2 separate regions of the Mus musculus genome follow, and region 1 is linked to region 2. Evidence: chromatin contacts called from public Hi-C data. All regions are on one chromosome and are shown on one strand. Each heading gives the region's core, a stretch centred on a gene start, on an enhancer-like site or on the middle of the called end of the contact. The rest is flanking DNA. Distances are from core to core; before and after follow the strand shown.

The links. Hi-C and Micro-C count contacts between places; a contact is called where the count stands out from the background.
Region 1: a contact with region 2 is called in a Hi-C map of liver, with 2.4 times the contacts expected there. The contact joins the enhancer-like site here to the promoter of Albfm1 in region 2. A contact is called at or near these places in 3 of 39 promoter capture datasets (cranial neural crest and liver) and 2 of 484 Hi-C or Micro-C datasets (both in liver).

Annotation. Positions count from the first base shown.
Region 1 is chr5:90,868,204-90,875,320 of GRCm38.p6, forward strand. No RefSeq gene overlaps it. Among named protein-coding and RNA genes, the nearest start is that of Cxcl1, 19 kb to the right of the region's middle. Within about 2 kb of position 4,373, at least 8 of the 459 cell types and tissues checked have an H3K27ac peak or open chromatin away from gene starts, as enhancers often do. A contact at or near this core is called in liver, where this site is marked.
Region 2 is chr5:90,556,261-90,563,818 of GRCm38.p6, forward strand. Albfm1 (albumin superfamily member 1) reads left to right here and starts at 4,949. Exons shown (of 14, transcript NM_001252661.1): 1 at 4,949-5,057. The coding sequence starts at 4,973. It also overlaps the pseudogene Gm2602.

The sequences.
Region 1 (7,117 bases), core at 3,123-5,622, 310 kb after region 2:
TGGAAAGAGAAGTCTATAGATTTCATATTTGGAGCTTTTGCTTGTACTTCATTGTAGTGTATAGTTTGTGTGGTACTTCCTTAGAGAGGAACTTTCACTTTCCTGGCCCATGGACGTAAAAGGCAAGGGTTGTGGATTTAGCTACATGGTAGAGTGCTTGTTTACAAAGCACAAGGTCATAGATTCAACCCTCAGCTCTGCAAGGACAAAGCACAGTTATGGAGCTGAGGATGTCCCAGCTCTTGCTTAGCCTGTATGAACCCTGGGTCCAGCCTCAATTACTACGAGGGCATGGAAGACAGAGAACAAAAAGCACGCTTGAAGAAAAATGTTACTCCAGGCTTCTGGAAATGGCTAGTAATTCAGTTCTCTTCATCTCTGCTAGACGATAAACTGTCTGGGAGAAACAGATAACAGGAAGACCACGTCTCAGGGTGGGGATTCGGCTTCACATGGGCTTCATGGCTGTTTTGGTTGGAGTATGTAACAACAATGAAACAGAGGCAAATCTGAAAAGATACGTCCATTTGTCAGTAGAAAGTGTCACATGGTCAAAATTTTTTACCCCTGGTAAACCATAACTGAAATCTCATGAAACTGTCTCAAATATCAACAGGATGCATCATCAGTGGTCTTAGACAGCAAGCTTTTTAAGGCCAATGGACCCGAGGTCATCAAAATCTCTAACACAATTGACATTCTGGCCCGACCTCATAGTATCCATGTTACCTTTCAAATGATTTAACCAAACTTACCTCAGGAGCCATGAAGGTGGGATGATAATTAATGCAGAGTATCTAGAGCCAAACACTTTGATTAGAATCAGTCTGCCTTTCTTTTGTGCTTCTGTGTGGCTTTTGTGGTTAGTGCTCATATAAATTTAATGCATTATTAATGCTGTTTTGGCTTCAAATCAGTAGGTAATGGGCTTATAACCTGTTTCATAGCTTTATAAAGTGGTAATAAAAAGTCAACTACAGAGGTGGGGCCCTGTGGGATTTAACCCATTCATGTTACTATGACAACTGGTCTTGTCGTCTTGCAGATCTTGTTTAGGAGACCACATTGCTGAAATTTCCTGGGTGCAGCTTCCCTGTCATCTATAGAAGACACAGTCTCACAGCAGACTTCCTGGTCCTCAGCTTTGCATTTTTTCTGCCCCCTCTTCCACGGTGCTACCTTAGCCTCGGGTATATAGTGGTTGTATTAAGAGATCTATCAGTTACGATTAGGCACCCCATGGTCATTTGTTCTGTATGGATTGACAAGCTGTGAATTTTTAAAATATTTTTTATTAGGTATTTTCCTCATTTACATTTCCAATGCTATCCCAAAAGTCCCCCATACCCTCCCTCCCACTCCCTGATAAGTGGATATTAGCCCAGAAACCTAGAATACCCAAGATACAAGATACAAAGCTCATGAAACTCAAGAAGAACAAAGACCAAAGTGTGGACACTTTGCCCCTTCTTAGAACTGGGAACAAAACACCCATGGAAGGAGTTACAGAGACAAAGTTTGGAGCTGAGACAAAAGGATGGACCATATAGAGACTACCATATCCGGGGATCCATCCCATAATTAGCCGCCAAACACAGACACCATTGCATACACTAGCAAGATTTTGCTGAAAGCTGTGAATTTTGTAGTGGTCTCTTGTCCACTGTGAAAAAGAAGCTTCCTTAATAAGAGTTAAGCTATGCTTGCCTGTGTGTTTAAGAACAGGTTTTTAGAATGCAATTGGTAATTATACTGGTTTAAGAAACTGGTAATATTGGATTCTCGTCTAGGGACTGTAACTTATCAGCCACAAGTAGGTGACAGTGCCACACATTAATTTCCTCCTACTGAGTAGGCTGTTAGTCTGATTAGATAGCTATTGAGGGTCCCCAAGTTATAAGCGCCATTATCCCACCCTTGTATCTTGCCATACTGGTCATTATTGTGGTTCATGGACTTTACAGCTATGTGTTCCTTCATACAACAAAAAGAAAGTTTATAGATATAAATTACTTTTGTCTTCTCAAATAGCAGTTTGCTGTAGAAATCAGTCTTCTAAAGCACCTATCAACGGATCTCAAGAGGATTTTCTCACAACTATGGAGCCTTGGGCACTCCATTTACATTCTCAAAGACCCTTGAATCGAGATACATGGAAAGAAATTCCCGGAATAGCTGCACCAGATTGTGAAGGCTAGCTGGCACGCAAGCAGAGTAGCTTCAGTTCTGGAAAGCCTGTCCCTCTTCTTGTATGAGTTTCCTGAAGTGTCTGACCACCGAGCTCCCCACCACAGTGTGCTTTAGAAGTTGCCTCTTGTAAAATAAGTGCAAACACTACTCTGGAATACAGAAAAAGCAGGACTGGTAACACTGTAGCCAAGAGTAAACAGATGTTAGTACCACATTAAACTTCATAGCCCAGAACTTCTCTCTTGCTGTTCTGTCTACCACAGTATAGGTGGCACCAAGCCAGTTCACAGTTGTAGAGTAGAAGCAAAGTCATTAAGCATTTTGAAAGTGTTTATATGATGTTAAAAGAAAAAATTATTACAGTGAAATCTACTGTAAGTCATTCCTATCTCTTAATCAGGATGAGATACAAAAGGGTATAATAACGTGTCCCTGTGAGCTGGTATTGAATAATATTTGACACAATGGAAGACCTGAAAAGACTAAATTTGAGGCTAATTTTATCAATGGACACCATCCTACTTGGTACTCCATAAGTTAAATCTGATGACTATGAGGACTCTGGAAAATTTAATTTTAAGAAATGCTTGGTCACAAATAAAAAAAACTACTTTTAAGTCAATCTTTGAAACTAATTTCCTTTCTCATAGACTGTTTTGAATTATTCTCTCTATAAAAACAGCAGTTGGATATGATGGCACATCACTGTAGTCCTAGCTACTTTGGAGACTGAGGTAAAAAGACTGAGAGTTCTAGACCAGCCTGGACATCATAGCAAAAGCTTAACTAAGCATAGATGATCGATGACAAATGATAGATAGATAGATATTAAATTCATATTTAATTTCCATGGTATATGATTGATAGATAGATAGTAAATTCACATTCATTTTCTACATGGTACTTTCCCTTTTTCTTTGATTTAACAGTATCTTCTATGATAATGCTATTTCAGGAAGTAAATTCTAAGTTTACAAACAGAGAAATTAACCTTAGGTAAGAAGATAACTTTGTGAGGGTGTTGCTTCCTTGAAGTATAAGCCGTTGAACCCAAGGCTATATGTGTGCTAGGCAATCACTCTTCCACTAAAGAGTTTAAATGTAAGTTTAAAACTTATATTCAGAAAACATCAGCAAAAACCTTGACTATCTCCAGAGGTGACTTTTACTTTTTAAAGTATGATGGTGATAAAAGAAAAAAGTAGGAAACACACACACACACACACACACACACACACACACACACAAACCTCCTGATGCTAGGCACACACTGCTATGGTAGGCAGAGACCTCAGGATGGCTAGTGACTAAAAAATCTTCAAAATGGACAGGGAATGAGTATTCTCTAGGTGTTTGTCAACAGAACACTGCACAAAAACAGCCTATGTGGTCAATGTTAATAAGGAAGAAAGATCCCCAGTGGGACCTTAAGCACAACCCTATATATGTTGTAAAAAATAGGCTTTTAAATTCAATTAAAATATGAAATAATAGACTTTACAGAACACATTTAGTGACTAAATGTCTAAATCAATCAATTTTTGCATTTTATTTAGATAGAACCTACATAACGTAACAACTAAATGCAAATCAAACCTGACCTATGTATTTAGACCAATTATTGTAGGTATAGACCTAGCGTTAATGTTAGAGGCCTGTGAGAATATTTTGCTTTCTTATAAAATCAGAAGGAGAAAATGGATGTTTAGAATGAGCTAAAGAGTTATCTTTCCCCAATCAAAACAGATGGAAATTTTAGAGTCTACAAAATATTTTTCTAAAACAGAAAAAAAAGTTAAGGTAGTTAACATCCTATAAAGCATAAATATTGATTGTGGTACATAGTCTCACAAAGGTCTATGTATCAAAACCCCTCGGAAGGCATTGCCATTTCTGCTGGCATTAATTTAACACACACAGAGAGCATATTGTAAAACTCAGACATCAGTGTAGATACCCTTACTGTCTGTGCATCACAGGCAATGAAAGCTCTGTTGATCAAAGATGTGTCAACCTTCACTCAGTGCTAGACAGAGAAACGGCCGAGAGAACAGTGGGTCAACAGTGCAGGGAAGCTGAGTTTAACCCACTCACACGTGTGATCACAGATAGAGACCTGAGCTGCTGTGCTGCTGAGGCCTTTCATACTATTGCCACACAGCTCCGGGTGTGCCTTCATCCTTGCATGGAGTTACTGGAAATGATACAGAATCCAATGCACCTTGCACCTTGTACCTGCACCCGAGTCGTCCCAGACAGAGAAAACTCTCTGTCTCCTAACCAGTCTTCACTGGGTTTAAAGTTTAACTTGATATTTTGCAAGACACACACCCCTCAATTTGATTGATTTTATTCGTGTTCCTAATTTTAATGATACTTATATTTTGAAAATATTCTAAATGCATAGAAAATGTTTAAAAGTGGTATCAGGAATTACAAATTACATCCTATCTGTGCATTCCAATGCTTCCTAGGAACAAGGAAGTTCTACTATTAAAACTAGAAAAAATAATGGTTACATAAAAGCATTACTGGACCACATAATTTATTAAAACCATGATAAGTATCCCTAAACTATAATTTATGTACAGGAATTGATGGATAGACTGACCAACAGACAGACAGACAGACAGGACTGTCTCAGGATCCAGTTTACAGCATTGCATATTAGATTTAACTGATGTGCCTGGTTAGTTTTCATTATTCTCAAAAAGTTCCTTAATCTGAATTGTCTGGTGTTTCTCCGTGATTGCACATTGTTTTAGCTGTGAAGAGTCACAGTGATTTCCTCTCAACAAATAGAATATAGAAGTAACTTTATGTCATGTAAAAAAGAATTGGTGGATCTGTTAGTTTGTTGGGCATGCCATATAAATAACATAGGCTTGTCAGCTTAACCATCAGAACTTATTTCTCACAGTTCTGGAGACCATGAATTAGATGGGGAGCCAGGCAGGGTGGGGGGACAGATATTAGTTCTCTCCAAAAGCTCTCTTCTTGATTTACTGGGAGCCAGCTGTGTTCTGCCTGTGTTCTCAGGGGCCCTTTTTTTCTGGACATCAATCTCTCAAGTCTCTACCTCTTATATGGGCACTGTTTCTTTTTGATTAATCCAAATTTTGGTTAAAAGATGGCCCTAAATATTTGACTTGGAAAGTCATTTGAGCTGCCCAGGTAATATCTAATTCCTTTGGCTAATAGTCAGTGTTCTAATTTGCTCTTGGCTTCTGTGGTTTAGAACATTAACCAAATCAACATTTGGCTTATGGTGATATTCTGTGGTGATCTGAATAAGAATGCTCTCATCCCCACAACTCATATATTGGACTGTTTGGTTTCCAGTTGGTAGAAGGATATTTTGGAAGGATTAGGAGGTACGGCCTTATTGGAGATGTGTCACTAGGGGAGAGCTTTGAGGTTGAGAAAGTCTACATCAATCTCAGCATCTATGTGTCTGTCTGTCTATCATCTATCTATCTATCTATCTATCTATCTATCTATCTATCTATCTATCTATCCATCCATCCTAAGGAAAACAAGTAACTTTCTGGAGATAGTTTACCCTGTTGTATGTCATTATTAAATAGTATCACAATTCCTGGGAATTAGCCCACCCTATTTGGCAGATTTTCTGCAGATCAATGAAGATGTACTCTCTTGTAGTAATGCTATGTAGACGAATTGGTAATTTAGTAATTCCTAATAATGATTCTATAGAATTCCTGGACTTAGGCAAGTAATTTTGACCCTCTATAGTATAAAAGCTGCAACTAGAGGTCTGTAAACCTTCATGTCTTACTTTCAGCAAAATAGGAGGAAAGCTTTTTCTTTCTCTGAGCATTAAAGATTGGAGCTTATTTTTCAACCAGAATTAATAGAGTTCTTTATGTGCTCAATAAAACCTGTTCATGGGGCTTTTGTCCCATCCATCAAATATATCTACACACACACACACACACACACACACACACACACACACACACACAGACAGACAGACAAACACACATGTATGTATGTATGCAAATGCTTAATTAGGAAATCAGAAACAAGAGATGAGCTGGGTAGAGCCTGTTAGTCACAGGCTTGACTTTAAGCCTGATAACCTCTGACCAAGAAAACTGACTTGAATCCTGTTGCTTCTCTAACAATCACATCCTCCCTCTGGTCACATCAGCAGCTAAGCCAAAGGATAGTCAGAAGAAGGTGACGACTTACTCATCCCTCAGCCCGTGTGTCATGGAGCCTTTCCCTACACTACTATGATGGCAAGCCTAGTGCCATGGTCTCCAGGAGGGGCCCTATAAGAATATTGTCTCTGTCTCCTGTACACCATCCAGTGCAAGTTCTGAACATCTCTCCCTTTTGTCCTTTCTATCCTTCCCTTATACAACCTTTCCTTTTTCCCTTGCTCCCATCTATCTTTTCTTCTTAACCCCTATTTCTGTAGCTTTTCACTGTAGGCATGATCCATTAATAGGGAAAAACAAAACAAAACAGTAACTGCTTATCATCTTGATACCCAGAAACCAGGTGTGGGTATCATCTTTTCATTTCTTATGCTGTGTGTATGCTGTACAATTTGGATTCCACTGTAGGTATAATTTTATACCCTGCTCATCTCAACTTCTTAACATCAGTTGGTAGTTCTACTCCATGAGTGTCACATCATTAATTCTAGCTGTGCTTGAATCTGATAAGTATTCTAACATACATTGCCTGGTATGGTATGGTATGGTATGGTATGGTATGGTATGGTATGGTAAGGAGACATGACATATGGCCTGAGATATGGATAAGTAGTTGCCTTATTCTGATTAGCCTTTGGCTTAGCTGCTTTATGTTTCTGTGTTTAAGTGAAACATTTCTCCTTCTTGCCCCATTGTGCTAAGCCAAGCCCCCACCTCACCATTGGTCCTATCAGTTAGAA
Region 2 (7,558 bases), core at 3,699-6,198:
AAATCACCTGACCAGAGGAGGTAGGAAGTGGTTTATTCTAGAACTGTAGTTTCCCTTTGCTCGGAGGACAGACAGAGGATTTGGAGTGAGTGAGCTTCAAGTTTACTGTGTATGTGTCACATAGGACTTGTATCAATGAGTAGAGCACACTTGGGCTTGATGCACAAGCCCTGTACAGCTTGTAAGTACATCACAGTGAATCATGCTCACCAGGAATGGGCAGTGGTGTTATGGCATCCAGCCCTGGTCTTTGTCCTTTTGAACTTTGTCTCTACAATGTGAGCAAGAATTAGGTGGTCCCATTTGCTGTGAAGACAGTATTTATTGAGAAGTTGTGACTGGTGGGCATGGTAGAGATGCCTACAATGCCAGCACTCATTCAGGGTCTGAGGCAAGAAGATTGAGTCTCAAGACAGCCTGTTAGATAGCCTGAGTCCCTGTCTCCAGTGAGCAAGCAAACAAAATCCCAAATCATTAGTTTGTTTTATATTTGGGTGCCTTTCTTTTTCTTAATCTCAGAGGCCAGCATAAAAGTGTTTTTTAAGTGGTTGGTTTCATAGAAAATTATACAGAATGAATGACATCACAAATCCCATTCATTGGCCACTGTTTAAAAAATCCTCACCACCTGTATTTCTTGTTGACTGAATTCTACCGTTAGCCATTGATTAAACACATAGATTCTTCTTGTGTTTACAAAAATCTCTTATAATATTCAAATATCTATGAGAGGAGAACTCCTCTGGAGACTAAAATTTGGGTGTTTTTTAAAAGGCAGGATTAGTTTAGTCCTGGTCCCTTCCCCCCAATCTATTGATGTGGCTGCACTATGAGTAAATCTAAGGCTGAGCTGAGGGGCAGAGCACAGAATTAGTTGGTGACGTCTGCATGGGGTGGCAGTCTTGTATATTTTTCTATTAGATATTTTCTTTATTTACATTTCAAATGTTATCCCCTTTCCTGGTTTCCCCTCTGAAAACCCCCTATCCCCTCCTGAATTTATGAAATCCTTAGGCAAATGGTGGAACTAGAAAATATCATCCTAAGTGAGGTAACCCAATCACAAAAGAACACACATGATACGCACTCACTGATAAGTGGATATTAGCCCAGAAGCTCTGAATACCCAAGATATAATTCACAGACCATATGAAGCTCAAGAAGAAGGAAGACCAACGTGTGGGTGCTTTTGTCCTTCTTAGAAGGGGGAACAAAATACCCATGGGAGAAGATATTTGAGACAAAATGTGGAGCAGAAATGGAAGGAAAGGCCATCCAGAGATTGCCCCTCCTGGGGCTCCATCCCATATACAGTCACCAAACTCAGACACTATTGGGGATGCCAACAAGTGCTTGCTGACAGTCTGGTACTTTTATTCAGGGCATTGGCACAAGTGTAACAGCTCATTTTCTGGCCAACTCAGGAGCTGTAGAATAAGATCTCAAGGGAATGCTGCTGAGGGTGCACCTCAGGAGACCTACCTAGCTTGGAATGATGCTGCATACCTATCATCCCAGTACTTGGGAGGCTGTGGTGGATATATAGTCAGTGTACTATGTTTCAAAAAGTTACTGCTTCAAAAGCCAAAATTGAAACCAACCAACCAGTCAAATAAATAAAAAGGAGACAATGAACATTAAGAACATTCAGAAGGCCCCAAAAGATGGTGACAACTGGTCAAAGGTCAAGGTACCTTTCCCTTGTTAACCATGGCTTTCTATTTCACATGGTCATTCATATTCTGAAACTGGTGTAGCCCAGATCTAAGTGAAAACCAGTCAGGTTCTGTTTCTCTCCCTTGAGACAAGTGTGTGTGCATCCACATGGGCAGGTTCCTCTTCAGGAAGCCAGAGGAGGGAGCCTGTGGGTAGCAGAATCAGCTAATAGACTGTACTCCTTTGAAACTCTTTTATTTTTATTGAACATAGATTTTTTTTCTCTCTCAGAATATACCCTGGTCATAGTTTTCCCTCACTCTACTTCTCCCTGTTTCCCCCCACCTCCTCCTCTGGAGCCACTTCCTTTCTGTCTCTCAGTAGGGGGGGAAAGGGGCTTCTAAAGGATAATAATAAAAGAAAAGAAAAAAAAGATAAAAACTAACATAGGATAATAGAACAAAAGCAAAGCAAAGAAAAAGAGTCCCCCCGAAAAAAAGGCCCCCAAAAAGACCTACTAGTTTACACACCTAGAAATTCCATTAAAACTACTAAACTTGAAGCCATCATATATACCTAAAGTACCTGTAGGGTAAAAAGAGAAAAAAATATTCACAAATAAAATAAGAATAATATAAAATTTAAAAGGTTTAAATATGATGTTATGAGATAAAAACCTTCCAAAGATGTCATTGAGTTCATTTTATGTTGGCCACGTACTGCTGGGCTTACAGCCTACTCCTAAGAGTAGCTTGCTTTCCCAGAGAGACTTTCTCCAAGGAAACTACCTTTTCATTTAACCAAAGTCACCCTTTAGAAATGAGGGAACTGGGGGTGGGAAACGCTTAAGTCATAACCAGCAGCCTCCTGTTTCCAATGTTCTGGTGGCCAACACTTACTCTTCTCTCATGGGTTACCTGTTCACTTGCATGGACACCATGCTTAAGTCCCTGAAGGAAGCCATGGCAAGCTGCCTGTCTGCTACCCTCCATGATCCCAGGCACATCTTTGCCACACTGCTGGACCCTCACTACAAAGCTTCCTTGTTCACAGAGGAAGAGGCAGAGCACTACAGGCAAGACTTCATCAGGGAACTAGAAATACTGAATTCTACCTCAGAGGACACGGCCACCTCCAACGGCTGTGACTCAGGGTCTCCACTTAAAGACACTGGCACAGAGAAGAGCCTGTGGTCACTTGCACCAATAGAGAGATCAGAGAGAGAGAAGCTATCTGAAAACATGGTGCTTGCATCTTTGGAGGAAGAGATGCTGGAACACAGCTGTGACCCACTTACCTACTGGAAGCTGAAGTAGTCATCTTGACCTGGGCTGTCTACCTTAGCAGTCCGATTTCTGGGCTGTCCCCCAAGTACAGTCCCCTCAGAAAAGCTGCTGAGCATACCCATGGATTCTGGCAGCTTTGGCCAACCCAGGCTCATGATGGAGCATTTTGAAAAGCTCATCTTTTTAAACGTAAATCTCCCCTTAGTAGGCTTTCAGTATGGAACTCAGAGATGGAGCCACCAGACTGGAAATGTGCTTCAGTGCTGTTGTACCAGAGCCGACACTGCCTGGCGGGGCCATGCAGGACACCAGAGCAAGCATCTGGGGCTACCTGCAAGTTCTCACTGTAATATCCACATGGGCCTTACTCCTCCTTTGGGCCAGAAGACCACTAGAAACAAACTCTTGGCAATTATTGGAATAGGATGATCAGGTATAAAACTATAAAGTTTTGTTTTGTTTTAAGAGGGGATAGCAATCTGTTTTACTAGAATGGAAGGAAGATATAAACAACTTTATTGTGTAGGGTTTTTTTTTATTCAGTTGTGTAAAAACCACAAATCAGGTGCTGTATTTTAATTAAATATTTCAATTGCAACAAAACAGTTTCTGTGTCTGATAAACGAAACCTGCAAATAGGCGGTGGCGGCTAAGCCATCCTGACTGAACAGTTCTTAACCACAGGCTCCACAGTATGCCGAAGAGAGAATATTCTGGAAGCTGTGCACGTTACAGAACCAGGCATCTGAAAGCAAAACTGAACTTGGGCATATCACGGAGTGTGGGTCATGAGAAGGTTCCCGCGTCAGATGATGCATTCAGGTTTTCCACGGCCAGTTAACTCAGAGATACCCCGTTTTTCATGAGCTCCTTGAAATTGGATCTGGGTCTTAGCATCATGCTTAGGACTTCGCCAGTGCATGGTATGACACGTTGACAACAGATGGCCTGTTGATCAAACCTCCATGCCTCTGATTTACTTTTGTGTCTCTATACAATAAAGCCATCTCATAAGAAGTACGCACTGACCCCTCACAGTTTGACCAGATATAGCTCAGATTCTACTTTGAAGGGGTCGCCTGTTGACAGGGAAAGTGCTTGTTTATTGCAGTCATGAGAAAAGCCTTAGGCATTTTGATTTGTTTTTCCTATGATAGGGAAGCCCCAACCATCATTGGGACTTTATAGAATCCCAAAGATATCAACATGAAGTATCAGCTATCAGATTCTTTACCGGACTCTAAAGTTTCTGCTTATAACTCTAAAAGGTTTTTCATTTCCTCATTTCAAATCAATTAAATATGGGTGAAACAAATCACTCATTTGCCTCTGACCTTTTAGAAAAAAAATGTTTTTTTTTGAATTTCTGAGTTTGCAAGGACTATGCTTTAGTGTATTTATATAAATGATGAGCTTGGATTCTAAAATTAAACTTTTTATTTGAGATTTTCAAGGAAAAAAAAAGAATTGGTCTTAATTTTCCATTTAGGCAGTGGTGACGTGTGTGAGTGAAAGTCACATGATGGTCCTGATTGACAACCAGCACTCAGGGATAGGAGTCCTTTGTGTTTGCTGGCTTGGCTGTGCCCTCCACCTCTCCCCTCTCCAGGGTCTTGGCAATGCCAGTGTTGGCATTGACACCTGAGTCCAGTCCACTTGCCCAGTCAAAGGCAGTTCATGTTTGCTTTCTCTTTGCCTCTTTAGAACTTTGCACATGTAAACAGGCATTTCTATGAAACGAGATACTGTAGACTGGCATTTACCAAACAGGTGCATCGTTTGCTAGCACGAGGCCTGTGTGTTGCAATCTCAAACATATCATAGGTCGACATGATCTGCTTTAAATTCCTGTATTCATTAACAAACACGGACATTTCTTCACTGTCCTGAGTTTGTCCGGTTTCATGACAGTCCATGGGAGCCTTAAGAAAAACTAATATTCACTAGAAAAGCTAACGGTTAATGATAATTGCTGGAAAAGAATATAAACACCATCATTCCTCTCAAACGGCGGAACTTCATCTGAAACAATGGAGGTTCTTAAAGCTCTACCCTTCATTGTTTTCTTCAGCTACAGTAAATGTGAGTCTCTCCAAACAAGTTTACTACATGCAGGTAGGAAATCCCATCTGCTGCCTGTGTGGCCTATGTGTAAGGATTATATGAGGAACCATGACAGTCACTAACACGTGTGTGGAGAGCCTTATCTTTCTCAGTGGTCATCGCTGTCAAAAAACAGTCATTGACACTTGCTAGACACCTGTGAGTGGAATGGCCTGAGAAACAGGCCTGTACGTTGAGGCCACTCCTCTGGGACTACCCCACTTTAAGCTTCCCTTCTTTGTCCCCAGTCTAGATGAGAGACTGCTTCGTTTAAGCCAATGTTTGAAACTGGCTAAAGTGAATTCAAATAGAGCAAAAAATGGGAACGACTCGGGAATAATCCTGGAAGCTACATTATTACCTGTTATTACAAGGCAATATGCTTACCCCTTGACACGTGTTTTCATTTAATAATCTTTTACATGTGTGTGTTCTGTACATACGCGTATGTGCACATGTATGTATAGGTTGGAGGTTGGCATAGGGTGTCTTCCTCAGTTGCTCTTCAACCTTAATTTTCTGAGATAGGTTCTTACTGAGCCTGGAGATTACTGATTGGCTAGAATGTCTGGAGATTACTGAGCCTGGAGATTACTGATTGGCTAGAATGTCTGGCGATTACTGAGCCTGGAGATTACTGATTGGCTAGAATGTCTGGCCAGTGAGCTCCAGGGATCCTCCTGCAGCAATAATGGGATAAGAGACTCAAGGTACTTGCTGGGTCTCGAAAGTAGGTTCCTGGCATCCAGGCTCACAGTTTTATGATTGTACAGCGAGTGCTCTACTGACTGAGTCATTTTCCCAGCCCCTCATTCGCTCTTCGTACCCACACAAAGCGCTAAAACTTCACACGTACATGCAAATGCGTTTTATAAATAGAAGTTGAAATCTAAAGAGTTGCCTTTAAAACCTTTACTTTTGTGCAGCAATGGTAATTGCTAATGGTTGCTTACGTAAAAGAAAGCTGCTTGGTTCTTTGGAAACCGTTAGTGTAAGAAGAAAGACACAGCTCCATCGAGGTGTATGTGTGTGTGTGTGTGTGTGTGTGTGTGTGTGTGTGTGTGTGTATGTGTGTGTGTGAGTATGTGTGTTGTGAGAGAGAGTATGTTTGTGTGTGTGAATGTGTGTGTCTCTGTGAGTGTGTGTGTGTGAGAGTATGTTTGTGTGTGTGTGAATGTGTGTGTCTGTGTATGAGTGTGTGTGTGTGTATAGTGAGTGGCTGGTGGAGATGCAATCTCCCTCACAGAGTGTGGAAGACTCGTTCTTTGCCAAATCAAGAACGTTAGACTATTAATCTCTGGGATTTTGTTCCCTAGCCCTGACATTTACTTTCGATTGTGCTAATAGCTTATAATGAAATAATCAAAGAGTTTAACCAAATCACTAACTTTAAAGAATTCAGAGTCCGTTGTGTGACTGTGAACAGAGGGCAATCTGTGTGAACTTCAGACTCCATTCATCTTGATTTTTTAAAAAAAAACGTTGTCCTTTATTTTTGAGATTATAATTCAATTACATCATTTCCTGCTTCCCTTACTTCCCTTCAGACTCTCCCGTGTGACCCCATTCACTCGACCTCAAATCCATGGCCTCTTTTTCTTTAATTGGTGTGTGTGTGTGTGTCTGTGTTTGTGTGTGTGTGTGTGTGTGCATACTGCTCAGCTGGCATAATGTTACTTGTATGCATATGCTTTCAGGGCTGTCCATTTGGTACTGGGTAACCAGTCAATGTGCTCTTCCCTGGGTCAGACTGTTTCTCCTGCTCTCTGCATTGCCAAGCTGCTTAGTTCTTTATCTCGGGCTGAGGCCTCATGAGTCCCTTCTCCTGATAAAATGTCTAGATGCCCTGTTGTTTCATTTGGGTTTTGCTTGGCTTGGAGCTTGCCTTGTAGGGTAGATCAGATAGCTTGTGAGCCCGCTTACCTCTGCCTTGTCAGCACCGGGATAACGAGCTTGCACCACCACACCCAGCTCTTTTTAAAGTGTGTATGATGGTTGAACTCTAGTCTTTGCACTTAAAAGACAAGAACTTTACCGACCGAACCATTTCCCCAGGGTCTCATCAGAACTTTAAATTCAACCACATGCAATTTTCTTGTAACCAGTGATAGAGTTCAGCAATGTTCGAATATTAAAGAAATCATTCACAGAGAACAGTTTAAACTCAGAAGAAGATATATACCGCTAAATTGTTCCTATCATTACCGCTAATGAAAATAAATCCGGAATCTGTGATTGAGTAAGTGTAGGTTATAGAATTTAAAGGGAGCTTTCAAGCTGGAAAATTTCCCATTATACAAATGTCCTAGTCCATCTTAGCTGCTGTGCCAAAATTCTGCAAGGTGGGAGGATTATAAACATCAGAAGTTTAGTTCTCGTGGCACCTGAGGCTGGAAAGTCCAAGACCAAGACGCCAGCAGATTCAGTATCTGGTAAAGGGTCTTGTATTTGGTGCATTCGTCTGGCCAATAAATGATGAAGTTTTCCTATGCTTGCATGTGTTACAAAGGATG